Regions from separate parts of the Mus musculus genome. Here region 2 is linked to region 1. A link is a contact called in public HiChIP or PLAC-seq data. All regions are on one chromosome and are shown on one strand. The core of a region is the stretch at or near the end of the contact, and the rest is flanking DNA. Distances in the headings are between cores, read along the strand shown.

What was found. HiChIP or PLAC-seq counts read pairs in DNA pulled down with a chosen protein or histone mark.
Region 2: a contact with region 1 is called in an H3K27ac HiChIP or PLAC-seq map of regulatory T cells, with 8 times the contacts expected there. The contact joins two enhancer-like sites. A contact is called at or near these places in 2 of 39 promoter capture datasets (embryonic stem cells and stem cell-derived epiblast-like cells) and 4 of 115 datasets of contacts at active chromatin or transcription factors (large pre-B cells, microglia, regulatory T cells and 1 more).

The regions. Positions count from the first base shown.
Region 1 is chr11:34,069,464-34,076,480 of GRCm38.p6, reverse strand. It overlaps Lcp2 (lymphocyte cytosolic protein 2), which reads right to left. Exons shown (of 21, transcript NM_010696.4): 6 at 6,576-6,613; 7 at 5,313-5,511; 8 at 2,887-2,984; 9 at 1,363-1,429; 10 at 1,182-1,265. All of the region lies in intron 3 of 4930469K13Rik (RIKEN cDNA 4930469K13 gene), which reads left to right. Among named protein-coding and RNA genes, the nearest start is that of 4930469K13Rik, 26 kb to the left of the region's middle. Within about 2 kb of position 3,985, at least 69 of the 459 cell types and tissues checked have an H3K27ac peak or open chromatin away from gene starts, as enhancers often do. A contact at or near this core is called in microglia and regulatory T cells, where this site is marked.
Region 2 is chr11:34,766,616-34,773,632 of GRCm38.p6, reverse strand. The region is part of intron 1 of Dock2 (dedicator of cyto-kinesis 2); the gene reads left to right. Among named protein-coding and RNA genes, the nearest start is that of Dock2, 14 kb to the left of the region's middle. Within about 2 kb of position 2,907, at least 152 of the 459 cell types and tissues checked have an H3K27ac peak or open chromatin away from gene starts, as enhancers often do. A contact at or near this core is called in microglia and regulatory T cells, where this site is marked.

The DNA.
Region 1 (7,017 bases), core at 2,736-5,235:
CAGAGTCCCACTGAAGAGGAGAAGGTATGGAGCCTAGATATGGATTCTGTGTTTACTCCGTTTAGGTACCTCTTGCCTAGATACACCTTGTCTACAGCAAGTTCAAAGGCCACCACCTCAGTGCAAAAGTCAGAAAGACATGGGTTCAAGTCTTAACCCACCTATACAAGACAGAGCATACTATTTGACCTCTCTGACCCTTCATCGTCTGAGAGGTGGAGATAACACACCCTTCACTGGCTTGGCCTAAGGATGCAAAGCACCTGCCCCATCCTAGATGTTCAATAAATTGTAACTAAGTTTTAGGGATGAATTAAAGAATACCTCTATGTAAGGGTAGCTAGAATCAAGGCAGCTGGAACCATGAGTAAATTGTGGGAAAAGTCCGTAGTGTTTCATCAACTGAACGCGCCACCGCAAAGGGCAATTTTGACATCTGAACATTTTAGAAAGCGTATCCTCCTAAGAGAACATCCTCTTGACATGAGACTGTGGCCTAAGCATGCAGCATCCCCTGGGTCAGTAAACTAATAAATAGCAACCAAAACAGCTGACTACAGCTCTCCTGGTGCTCTTGCCTCTCAGCCCATTTCCTCCTTGAGTACCAGGTTGCATCCTCCTGTGCCTTGGCCACAGTACACACAGCTCACAGGCATGGTGGAGCAGGCACAGCCCAGGGACTGAGAGCAGGGCTTCTGGCACCAGGCTGATCTGGGTTTAGGTCTCTATTTTCATCATTTGGTCACTGAGTAATGTTAGAAAGTTACTGCTTTGTGCTTTGATTTCTTCCTCTGTAAAATGAGGATGTTTCTCACAAATTTACAGTATTATACCAGTAGTAAAATGAGATTTTGTGTGTGTGTGTGTGTGTGTGTGTGTGTGTCTTGGTGGAGTTCTCTCCCCAAATGTGTGTGTGTGTGTATGTATATGTGTATGTGTGTATGTGTATGTGTGTGTATGTATATGCATGTATGTATGTGCTTCTGTATGTATGTATGTTTATATATATACATATATAAGTATATATACATGAATATTCATATATATATATACATAGATAGATAGATAGATAGATAGATAGATAGATAGATAGATAGATAGATTGTGTGTGTGTGTGTGTGTGCTTAGCACTCTACAAACGTACCCATTATTATTATGCATAAAATACGAATAATACCAACCTAGTATGAAGGGCTCTCGGTCAAGAGGGGCCAGTGAGCGGTCCAGGGGAGGTTTTGTGCTTCTGTCTATTGATGGAGCAGGCACTATAGTATAAAAGGGTAAGGTCAGTTAAATAAAATGAAAGCATCTGGCTGGGGATTGGGAGGATGGGCTGGTGGGCAGAAAGCACCCTGTGCTTACACTTTGCTGTCTTGTTGTTTCCACTTCTGCTGGGCTCTTCGTGGTTGGGATGGGGTGGAGACAGTGGCTGCATGGAATTAAAAAAAAAATCCAAATGTTTAGAAGCTTTTCCACAACAGCTTCTTTTCGTCTTAGTGGCATTCTCTCCCCAGTAGCTGGATCCCTTTCCTTCATCTTCAGGTCTGATCCACAGTTAGCTGTCCCCTCTGTCAGCTGAGCTTCCGAGGTTGTGCCCCTCTGAACTTCCTCACTCTCTCATGCCCCAGGCCTTCAACACGGCAAAGGACCAGGCTGAAACTTCCCTACCAAGCCCTCCAAGGGTCTAGTCACATCAGAAGTGAGACATGAACCCCTGTGAAGCGCACATGACATGCCCTGCCCACCTTTTGAAGCCATTTTTATGTTCCTCTGATGCTCCACGGTCCCTGCATAAGGATCTCCTTACAGTTCTCACAAAACCCAAAGCTCACGCATCACCACGAACATCTCTGTGCCTGGTTTCCTCTGCCCGGGATGTCCCTTCTGCTTTCCCTATGACTGGCTCACCCTGTGCCCGCTCAGTGTCAGCTCTGTACCCTCTGTCATGTTACTCGGCCCCCTGCCTTCCTAAAGTACACACCTACATCTGTGTGCTTGTTTATATCAAAACGTTATAAGGGTCGGGGCATTGTGTGCTGTTCCATATTCTTCCTCCGGCAAAGTGAACACTGGTGTGAAGTAGCTGCCTAATCAATATCTGTCAAAGTGATGGGTAGATGTCAAAGTCTTCAGATTTCAAAAGCATTTCGCTTTTGAAATCTGAAGACACATTGGGCTCCACTTTAGCAACTGTAGTAAGAGCCAAAGTGTCAGAACTAGAAGAGGAGATTGCGGTATGAGGAGAGTCTTCGAAGATACTGAGACCTCACAGTAGCGAGGATCCCCTTCTCACAGATCACCCCCTCCTGCTGGCATCTCTGCTAAAGTGTCCTGGCTCCTTGCGGAAAGAGCACTTCGCCAGATACCGACTCCTTTAGACTGAGCTACATGTGAGCTCTATAGGAACTGGGCCATATGCTGAAACAAAAGGAAACGTGTGACTTAGTGCCACTGTTTCTCTCGTGGGCTTCGCGGTGTTGGAAATCCTGTGGTCAGAAGGCGGTCATCCCTGGAATTTCTTGATGTTGCCAGCAGGTGGCGCAGCGCTGTTTGCAGGAGGAGGTCTATCTTGGCAACACCGGAAGATGCCCGACCAGACTTGGCTCTCCCACAATTAAATAGGGGAGATAGCACAATGATATTGGAAGGGAGTATCTCATTATACACGCAGTTCGTATTGTTTACGGTGCCAAAAAATGCCAATAAACATTATGGCATACATAGAAACTGCTTATCACAAAGTTGAACCACTGAACAGAACGTGAGGGTGTGCATTTTCTCTTACAAACTTAGAATTAGGTAAAGATGCTCAGTTCCTTTTCTGTCTACTGGAAAAAAGAACTGTTATGGAAACAAAGCGGCCTGGAAGAAAGGGAGGAGGCTTACCGAGTGATTCCTGCCTGTTGGCAGGGGAGGGAGGGCAGGTTTTGGTCTCAGTGGGGGCACTGGAGGCTGCTGGGAGACCTTGCCAGTGGGAGGTCGGTCTGCGGAAACACAATGTTAAAAAGAAAGAAGAGCCGTTTAATTCCATCCGGGAGCCAGAGAAAGGCAGGATCTCTGAGTTCAAGGCCAGCCTGGCCTACAAAGCTAGTTCCAACACAACCAGGGTTGCACAGAGAGACCTTGTCTCAGAAAAACCAAACCAAACCAAACAAACAAAAACCAAGAAAGAAACAAGGAAGGAAGGGAGGGAGGGAGGGAGGGAGAGAGAAGAGAAGAGAAGAGAAGAGAAGAGAAGAGAAGAGAAGAGAAGAGAAGAGAAGAGAAGAGAAGAGAAGAGAAGAGAAGAGAAGAGAATTCAAGAGAAGAGAGAAGAGATAAAAATTTGAAGTGAGTGTTGTCTAATTCAGTTGTCTTCTAGAACATGTTATACCTGAGTGTGTAGCTTGAAGTGTCAGGAGCACCTGACCCTTCTCCTCCAGATCTCCATCAGTACCAGCATGAATCTGAGATAGTCAAACCCAGCCTGGGTCCTACAGGAGGCAGGAAGTCCTTGGTCCCTATCTGTCCCTCTCCTGCAGATTTGGTTTAACTCTTCTTACACATTGGAATAACTCCTATTGTCCCTCACACAAACAGGTACTATCTGAGACACTGCTACTCAAAGGAAGCCTCCACAGAATTACCCCAGTGAGTGTTTTCAGATACAATTCTACATGTGTAGATGTGCATATGCATGCAACATGATCCGTGTGCATGTATATGCACACATGCAAATACAGAGCACAAGTGTGTATGTTCAACATGCATGTGCACACATGTGTGCCAAGAAACATGAGTGTATGCCGACACTTAAGCATGCACAGAGACACGTGTGTGCGAGCCTGCATACATATGCTCACACTGCACACACAGCTGCTGGTCAGTTCTCTGCCACCCTCAGGAGTCCCTTATTCTGTTGCTTCCTTCCCTATACCAGTACTCTGAGCTGCTATGCTCTCCCACTTCCTCCTTCTCCTCCCTTAAAGGGAGGAGCTGGGCCCCAATTCTGTTACCAAACTAAGCAGCACAGGGCTTTGCCCTAGACAGACATGCTGTTCTGATTGCCACAGAACTGCCCAGAACCAGCTTGACAAGTTTGGAATTCCTTCCCCCTTCCCCCTTCGGCTGGGACAGCAGGAGGGCAAGGGCCTCTGTCTTCTTGTGCTTTGGAGCCTGGAGCTCTATCAGAGCCACAGAAACCCTAACATAACTGACTGTTAGTTTTGGGAAGATTGTGGAGGGAGTCTGGAAAGTCAAACTGGAAAGACCATTGAGTACTCTCTTGACCTTCCCGTTTGTCAGCCCTGTGAAGAATGTCATTTCCCTTCCAGAAGGAAAGGGCTCAGGCAAGGAGCAATGGTAAGCCTGGGATCCACACCACAGGCTGCCCTTCAGAACCTCCAATAGGCCATGTTCCTTGGGACCTCAGGGACTATGCGCTGTCGTTTCATGTGCATCAAATATTCCTCCCCTACCCGTCTCAGCGTCATTTAACCAACCCTTACTCAGTTGCAATACAGTATTTAACATCAGCCAAAGACTGTCGCTCAAATACCACATCCTGAAGGAACAAACATATTTATTACACTGGCCTAATGAAATGACAGGATACATTAGTTTAGTGTTGCTTCACCCACTAGACTAAGAGTGCTGAAGGATGAGGGTTATCACGCTCACTCTGTGTCTTTGTGACAGGTACCTAGAGACACACGCCAACTTGGTTTCCCTTTTCTGCTCCAGTTTTCTAAGTCTGGAACAGCCTTAATGTTGGCTGAAGTTCCCTGTCTGTTAGCTTTCATGTTCTATCCTTCAGTACTCAAAGTGAGGTGGTGGGGCGCAATCTGAAGCAGAGTATAGCACAGCTCCCAGGGTGAGATACACTGTTCCCTGGTTGCAGAGGAAGCCAAGTGTGCCTATGTTCATTTTCTGTCACCTCCTCCCTCTTGGTGGGTTCCAGCACATGGTGTCTGGCTCATAATAGGAGATGAGTAATATTTGTGACTTTGTGAATGAATGAATGAATGAATGAGGAAGAACATATGAGTATAGAACAGCAGGTAGATGAGGAACATCCTGAAAAGTCTGTCTCGTGGGAAAGGCAGAGCCAGTCTCTCTGAGTGTCCTCATATTTGTCGTGACCTTCTATAGATGACAGTGCCACATAACCGCCCTCTTCCCATCAAGCCTTTGTCCTCTGTTCTAGTATTAACCTAGAGAGGCAGTCTTCAGCCTCAAGCCACCAGTTTTTCGTAAGCTGAGTAGGAATCAGCACCCAGAGAAACTCAATGAGCAGCTTCTCCCAGGGCTGCAAGTTACCAAGAGGCCCTTACCGATGTACATGGAGTTGGTGTTGTGGAAAGAGTTGGGGGGCAGGATGGAGCTCTGCAGAGCCTCCTCGTTGTTGGAGGGTGGAGGCTCATAGTCAGCAGCATCGTCCACCAGGGCCTGTTCCTCCTCATTAGGGGACTCATAGTCACCATCGTCCTCCCCATCTGGATCATCATCATTGGGACTTTCATAGTCATCTTCCTGTCAACACAGTGGAGGGACAGGTGTCACAGGTTGTACAGGTGCCATAGGGCAGCATTTCCAAGACCCCAGCATTCTCCTAGCAGCTCTGTTTGCAGAGATTGGAAACCCATGCTTTGAGACAGAATTGAAGACTAGCCTCTGGGTGAGCATGGGAAGACTCAAGGGGAGCCTTGGCAGGGGTCCAGCTGCTGAAGCACAAACACATCTGGAGAAACTGGCTCTCTTGTTTCTTTTTCCCATTTAAAAAACAAAAACAAAACCAAAAAAAAAAAACCAGACTTTCCCTAAAACCATTTTCATTTGAATGAAGTACTTTCACTTACCAGAATCCTAATAAGACAAGGGACAATCTGTGCATGGTTTTTAAAAGACCTAGAGGTGGCCACTTACCAGAAAGACCACTTAGACTGAGAGTTGGGCAGCCTGGGACCCAGATCTGCCTCTACCTGATGAAGAGCTTTGTACAAGGCACATCCCTCCAGCTGTCTCCTCCATCACAGGATTCTTAGCCCCTGTTTAGCTGCGTGTGTGGTGACCATGTATAGTTTGATGAAAGGAGATGCATAGTCCATTGGACTCTGAAAGGTGTTGTCACTGCGACCCTTCCCATGTAAAATTGGTATGGGAGCCTTTCTGGTGTTAACACTTCATTCATGTCCCCTATGTGTTACTGATGGTGGCTTAACTCCATGACGAAAGTTACAGTAGCAAAGATTTCTAGGAAAGATAGTAGAAGGGAACGGATTGCTATTGGGTATGATAATGGTGATAAATGGTGTGGCCAGTAAGCTACAGCCCACCTCTGTATTCATCAGGGAGCTCACTCATTTGCTCACTGAATGTGGCTGCTTCTATGCCACAGAGGCAGAGCTGAGTAGTAGAGAGAGAAACCTCTGGCCTTCCAAAGCTGGAAATATTTACTTTGGCCCTTTCCTCGGCCCTGAAATGGGATGTTTCAATGCCTTGTTGGTGGGATGAGTTGCTCCTTTTCTAGCATTAAGATCAATGTAAAGCCACCCCAGCCATCGATATAAGGGTAATTTAGCCCAAGCCATACTCACAAAGGATGACCAGCCACCATCGTCTTCTTCGTGGCTTTCTGCAAAGGAGATAACACCACCATCAGTACCCAACAGAGAGTCAGAGCAGTTCTCCCTCCCAGTGTCCATCACAGGCCTTCACTCCTCCTTCTCCATGAATGGGGCCATCAACTGCTGTGTTGAGTACGATTTAGCCCACCAGAACTCATGTTTTAAATCATAATGTAAACGCATTGAGGGGTAATGGGATCGTTAAGAGATAATTAGGTCAAAGGAACCTCATGAATTGATTAGTAGAGACTTGGGTCTCTGGACTTGGGTCTTTCAAGACTGGAGTAAATATCACATCAGGACCTTGTGAGAGTTGATAACCTATTACAAGTACACTCTTGCTATTTCGGTCACTTGGACACATGCCTCTCACTATTCTCATGTTTTCCTATGTGGTGCTATTTGTAATGCA
Region 2 (7,017 bases), core at 1,658-4,157, 700 kb before region 1:
CTACCAGATTTCAGAGGGTTCCAGAGAACAAGAGCCATTTAGTCCTCTGACCTGAAGGATTCATCAGATTGCCGAGGTTTTGAGGTTATGTGGTTGTCTTCATTCTTTCTAACTCCACAGTGTATATGTGAATGTAAGAATGTGCACATGCATGCACATGTGTGTGTGCGCGTGCGCGCTATGGAAAACACCCACATCATTCTAAGCAGGACTTACTCACTTTGCTCCAGCTGATACTGTGAGTAGGACATGATTCTTTGATATAGATCTCTCTCTTCAATTATACAGTGGAGTGTCAATCCATCTTCTGTTGCTATAACAAAGTACCCAAAGCAGAATACTTAACAAAGAAAAGAGGTTTACTTAGGTCACAGCTTTAGTGGTTGAAGATCTGAGACTGATCGTTGACTTTGCCTATTCAGTAGCAGGTGAGGACTTCAGGGCTATCTGTGCTACTGTGGTAAGAGTGGAGATGAGAGCCAGAAAAGCCAGAGACTGGGAAGTAGCTTTCTACTTCTTTTTATAACACCTTTCTCTGGGGGAAATAAACGAATCTCATTTCCAAAAGCCATACCCTGATGACCTGACCAGCGTCCACTGGGCTCAGCCTCTTGGAGGTTCTACCATTTCCTGGTGTTGCCACTCTGAGGCCCACCTCCAATTCCTGAGCCACTGTGGTACAAACTCAGTCCATGTGTGAGCCATAACAGATGGTTAAGCAGGTTGTCGGGCCTCTACTATTAGAAAGAACATTCAGCCTTCTACCTGGCCCCAAATTAGGGCAAAGATAAGTATCACCAGAGGGAAAATAGTCCCAAACTGAGGACCTCTGGACTAGAGAACTCATAGTTGGGGGCCCAGCCTGATTCCTGTTCACTGGGTGGGGTCACTTTGATTCACTAAAGATGACACAGGGATGTGCAGCCCTGGAGCCCAAGCTCCAAGACTCTCCCTGGATGGTTCAGTTTCCAGGGTTGATAGGCATCCCATTATAGCCTCACAACAGCTGTTTTGAGGATTACTAGTTTGGGATTTCTACGTGTGTCCTTGCTGGAGCCAGCCTCAGGTGGTTGCAGTCCTTGGAATGCCTCTTTGATCCTTGGCTGTGAGAACAATGTCTTCATGGGTTCTCATTGAGTTTTCACTGCTGATGTTCCTGGGTGTAGCACTTGACGCAAGAGATGTTCAAGTCCTTTGTGTGGAGCTAGGCACCTGAGATGGGAGATGGGAGCATCTTTGATGAGGAGGCTATAATGGGATGCTGGCTGTAAGTTGGCTGAGGACCAAGGTTATGAGTAAACTCTCCCATTTGCCTATCTCATGGTCGTGATTTCAATGGCTCTCATTCTGAAAGCCATTTTTTTTGTCCATATTTGTTTGTTTACTGTGTGTGTATTGATGCCAAGGTTCTAGTGTGGAGGTCAGATAATATCTTGTGAGAGTTGGTTCTTTCCTTTTGCTATGTGAGTCCTGGGAAACAGAACTCAGGTTATGAGGTTTGACAGTAGAGACCTTTACCCATCAAACCATGCCACCAGCTCCCGTTGCAGATGATTTTCTGCCTTTTCCATTGTATACTTAAATTGCTGGTAGGGGATGTTCCTTACAGAGAGTGAACAAGGACCCTCCCTCAGCCTGGTCAGAGACAAATAGAGGGTCAGAGATAAGCAATCACACTCAGCAAAGGGTGGAATTCTGCCCTAGAGTTTCCTTTTGGTAATTTAGACAAAATAACAGAAGCAGGTACTCTGGTGAGCAGAGTCACTTCCTTAGTCTGTTTTACCCTAGCAAACAAGCTTTGAGAACAGAGGTCCTCAGGCAAAGGGAGGATGGGCTTATAAGCAGTTATCAGTTACTTTCGTATTTACAACCAGCGAGTCCTTGGAACAGATACATACATTTCAGCGGAGGCACAGTTACAAAATGTTCCCGAGACATCTTAAGCTGACAGATTTGAACTCTCTTGCCTGACATGAGTGGGCAGGGTGTGAGGGAAAGGACTCCGGTCAAAAGCCATGGGAGACTGAGCAAAACTCAGTATACCCTGCTGCCCTCCAAGTGTGATGTGTGCTGACCTGATTTGCTGCATAGGCAACGCCCTATCTGGGTGGTTTCCTTCTGTGGAAACCACAGTTGATCTTGCAGTCCCGTCAGCCCCAAGGCCAAGTCCTGAGGCCAACCTCTGGCTTGGAGGAGCAGAGAGTCAGTGCAGAACCTGCTTAGCAAGGACACTAGCACACTGGCATGTGTCCAAGCACCAGCAGCCAGTGGCGGGAGAAGACTGTAAGCCAGGTCACGTGCAGAGGGAATGGAGAAACCGCTGGGTTATGCAGAAGAGAGCCCTGAGCCCTGGGGCTCTCTCCAGACTTGCTCTTAGACAAAGACAAACTTCACTCAACGGTGACCCCTCCGTGCCACTGCCTGCAAACGGCTGGGAAGTGGGGTTAAAGGTGACATGAAGCTTGCAAGGAGTTAGTGGCTCTCTGAGTAGCTGGCTTTTGGAGATCTTGTAATACTGCTTAAAAAAGAAATGTGGCTCACATTGATTGAGCTCTGACTGTGGCTGGGTGTTGATCCTGCAGACAGTCCAGCCTTTCATGATTAATATCGGGTGGGTCTTTTTGGAATCTTTTGACAGAGAATAAAATCATCTTCATTGAGAACAAGGATGGCCATGTGGAATCGTGGCCAACTGGAACTGCAAATGAGGAAGCATGCTAAAACGTACTCCCAGGTGTCATGAGGGGTCAGGGGAGTGTTAGATTGCAGGTGGTGTTTTGTTCATCTGGAGTTCGGATGCCTTGGTTTTTTTGTTTTTTGTTTTTTTAAATGGCTGGGTGTTGTCTCAATTTCTAGGTTACTTAGAGGAAACAGGAAGTCTCAGAAATGGTTAGTAAGAGCTAGTGAATCACAGTTAGCTTGCTCTTCTGAGTGCCTGGGCTCAGATAGCACAGGTCTAAGGATCAGCTACAGATATAATGGGCCAGAGAGGGCCATCCTACTGCCCTTCAGTGGGAGCTGGAGATGCTGAGGCCCAGGAAGATGGAGTCTACTATTCAGTGTAGGCCGTCTGGATTACAGAAAGACAAGTGTAGGATACACACACTCAGGCAGGCAGACCCTAGCTAGGTTCCTCTCTTAGCCTTGTGCAGGGCACCAACTGAGACCTGGTGCTTGAGGCCAGGGCCAGTGAACGACAGGACTGAACTCTTGAGGTGGGATCTGAGACCCTGCCTCATGCTTTCTAAGCGTCACCACCTCCCAGGAAATTTCCATCCCTGAGAATACTCTCATCTGGAGGTTAGGGTACACCATAGGGTACACCTTGCACCAGACCCAGTTTAGTATCCTAATAACATTGTTTGAAAGATACCATTAGCACACTAGAGAAGTGCAGATATTCACCCAAGGTCACACTCAACTAAAAGGCAGAGCTACCGTCCTTCCGCGTCACCGGGCTTTCTTTGATGAGTTTAGGGCGACATATGTTAGAGAGATGGGAGGCTGAAGAGGGAGAGAGGAGAGAAAGGAGATGAGTTGGGAGGGGGTTGTCTGTGACGCAGAATAATCTATACAAAGCCTACAGCTGCTTCTCGCAGGGTGTGCACAGGGGCAAGCACATGTTATGCCCAGCTCAGGCACTGTGTGAGATTAGGTAACTTTACTAGCCTCTCTGTTCATCGCTTGGCATATGGACACTATTCTTTGTACTTGGAAGCAGTGCTCTGAGGATTATAAACACATAAGAGGAGAGAGCTTTGAACAATGTCTAGTCCAAGGCGAATGTCCAAAGAACATTGGTTCTGTCAGGATTACTGTCGGTCTGCACTCCCAGGTGAGGCCTGGTTACATACAGTTTCTCTCCAGGAACCCTAACAACCTGTGTAAAGTGTAATTTACTCCCTTGGTTCCCCAGATGCCTTTCATTGTGGTCAGAGCTGGCACAATGATGCCTACCTTAAGACACAGAGAGGAAGTCTGGCCTGCTGCTGGCAGCTGCCAAGGCAGGAAGGAGGCTCCTGGGAACAGACCCACTGTCTACAGGGCTCACTGCCCACATGTGAAAGGGCCCTGGGCACTCTCCTTCCTGCTTAAAAGGAGAGCAGAGCTGTGAGGGCATGGATTCTGCACCTCAGGAAGCCTCCACTCACCCCATATGCTGGGGATAACTGATGTTCTATAATGACCCGGGCTTCCGGAGGTTGGACTGCCTATTTCATCCTTGTCACTGCAGATGGGCCTGTTGCTCCTGTCATGCTGTGGAGGCCATCCTGCCTGATTCCCCTCCAGGCTGCCAATGACTGTACATCACTGAGCGCATGTTCCATCTATGGCCGGCACCTCTCTTGTCTCTGGCTCCCTGAGGCCAAACATTCTTCTCCCCATCCTGTTCACCAGCTCCCCATCCTGTTCACCTCTCCATCCTAGCAGCACCTCCCCTCACTTCAGGTGCTCGGTGCACAGATATTTCTTGGTAATTCTGACTAAACACATGAATTCTCAGCTTGCTGTTTTAACCACGCTAAGTCGCATAGTTCAGTAGCACAGCTATGTCTCCAATGCCTAGCTGTACAAGATTGCATTTCTACAACCATGATTCTAGTAGCCATTAAGCAGTAACCCCTCGTTCTGGTCCAGTGACCATTTAGCTGTTGGCATCTCTGTGTTTCTCTTTCCGATCTTTTGTATAAATGGAACATAGAAAAACATTCATGGTTCTTTGGGTCTCGTTCCTTGTACTAAGTGTGTTTTTCTTGGATCATCTGTACTGTCCATATATGAGTATTTTGTACCCTTATCTGGTTGAATAATATTCCATTGTGTGCATATACCACATTTTGCTTATCCAGCTACTGATAGATACCTGGGTTGTTTCGATCTTTTAGAGTATGCTAATAGTGCCCAATAAATGCTCACATGAAAGTTTTTGGTTTGAATTCTTGTTAACAATTTGGGGTGTGAATCCAGGATTAGAATCGATGGGTCCCATGTTAATTCTGTCTGCCTTTGAAGATTGCTCACACTGTCCCCTAATTGCTATACATGATTGGTTTTCATGCTAATTTTTGAGGATTACAATTTTTCTGTATCCCCTTCAAAAAAAATTATGGCCATACCAATGAGTGGTCATATCATATGAGGTGATATGCTGTGCTTCTGATTGGCAGTTCCCTAATGACTTTAATGCCAAAGACCTTTACATGTGCTCTTTGGCATTTGCGTGTCTCTAGGGAAATCAGTTTTTAAATTCCTTCGTCCATTTATAACAGGGTCTGTGTTGTCAATTTTGTGGGTGCAATGTAAGAGTTCTTTATGAAGGTCGGAATAGTGTAGACTTTTATTTCAGATCTGATTTGTTGCTGTGAGTCTCTGAGTTAACCGCTACCCATTGCAAAGGAAAGCTTGTTTGAAGGCAAAGAGTAGACACAATTTTATGGCTATAAATATAAACAGCTAAAGGCACTTTGAAGACACGTCCACTTAGTAAAGCGACAGTTGTAGGTTCTCCTCTAAGGTCAGTGACTTCTCCATCCATGAGCTCTGACTTCGTAATTTAAATACAACATTCTCCCCTCTCTACCCTCACTCTAAACCCTCTTGAGAACCCCTCTCCACCCCTCTCCACTCTCCTTCAAACCCATGGATTAAGACCCACTCAACGAGAGGGATGTCATGCCTGGCATCTGAAGCCTAGATATCCACTTAGAACTAATGGTTGTTAGAGAAAAATCTGCAATTACTGGTTTATTAAACCAGCACAATCCCTATAAAAAAATCTATAAACATATATGTTTGTATATGCACACATATTCCTAAATATATCCTATCGAGTTCCAGCCCATGTTCCTGGTGTATATGTTTTTAGAGTTGAGCCTTTGGCACTGGATGGCCAGTTAGTGTGCTCTTCCCTGGCCAGGGCTGTCTCTCCTGGGCAGGGCTGTTTGTCTGTCCTGGGCAGGGCTGTCTCTCCTGGGCAGGGCTGTTTGTCTGTCCTGGGCAGGGCTGTTTGTCTGTCCTGGGCAGGGCTGTTTGTCTCTCCTGGGCAGGGCTGTTTGTCTGTCCTGGGCAGGGCTGTTTGTCTGTCCTGGGCAGGGCTGTTTGTCTCTCCTGGGCAGGGCTGTTTGTCTGTCCTGGGCAGGGCTGTTTGTCTGTCCTGGGCAGGGCTGTTTGTCTCTCCTGGGCAGGGCTGTTTGTCTCTCCTGGGCAGGGCTGTCTCTCCTGGGCAGGGCTGTTTGTCTGTCCTGGGCAGGGCTGTTTGTCTGTCCTGGGCAGGGCTGTTTGTCTGTCCTGGGCAGGGCTGTTTGTCTGTCCTGGGCAGGGCTGTTTGTCTCTCCTGGGCAGGGCTGTTTGTCTCTCCTGGGCAGGGCTGTCTCTCCTGGGCAGGGCTGTCTGGCTGTCTCTCCTGGGCAGGGCTGTCTCTCCTACTCCCAGCTTTCCTCGATTGTCTGTGTTTTTCTTTGTTTCTGTAGGATTGAGGCCTTCCTGGCTTTTCCTTGTCCACTGGCATGTTTGCTGGTGTCAACCTTGTTCAGCTCACACTTCCACAGTCGTGTTGGTGAGATTTTATGTGTGTAGCTTTTAAGGTTAGGAGATGAAGTCCCACAGCAAACTCCCTGATCCTCTGGTTCTTACAACCTTTCTCCTCCCTCTTTTGCAATGTTTCCTGAGCCTCAGATGCTGGACTGTTTGTGTCCATTAGGACTGGGCTCCAGGGCTCTGCGTTTTGAGTGGGTGTGGTTTTCTTTAGTGGTCTCAGTCTGCTGCAATGGGAAGGTTCCTTGCTGAGAGGTGAAGACTACACTTATTTGTGAGTATAAGGACAAATGTTTATAGATTATTTTTAGGGATTATTCTGGTTTAGCAAACTAATGGTTGTAGATTCTCCTCCAACAACCATGAATTCACTAGTACTGAGTGCTGTGTTTTATAAAAAGAAAGAGAAAGCCAGGGATACGTTTGGTAGAGGTGCAGTATGGTGTGGGGGGTGGGGGAGAGGGTGGAGGAGATGGTGCCTCT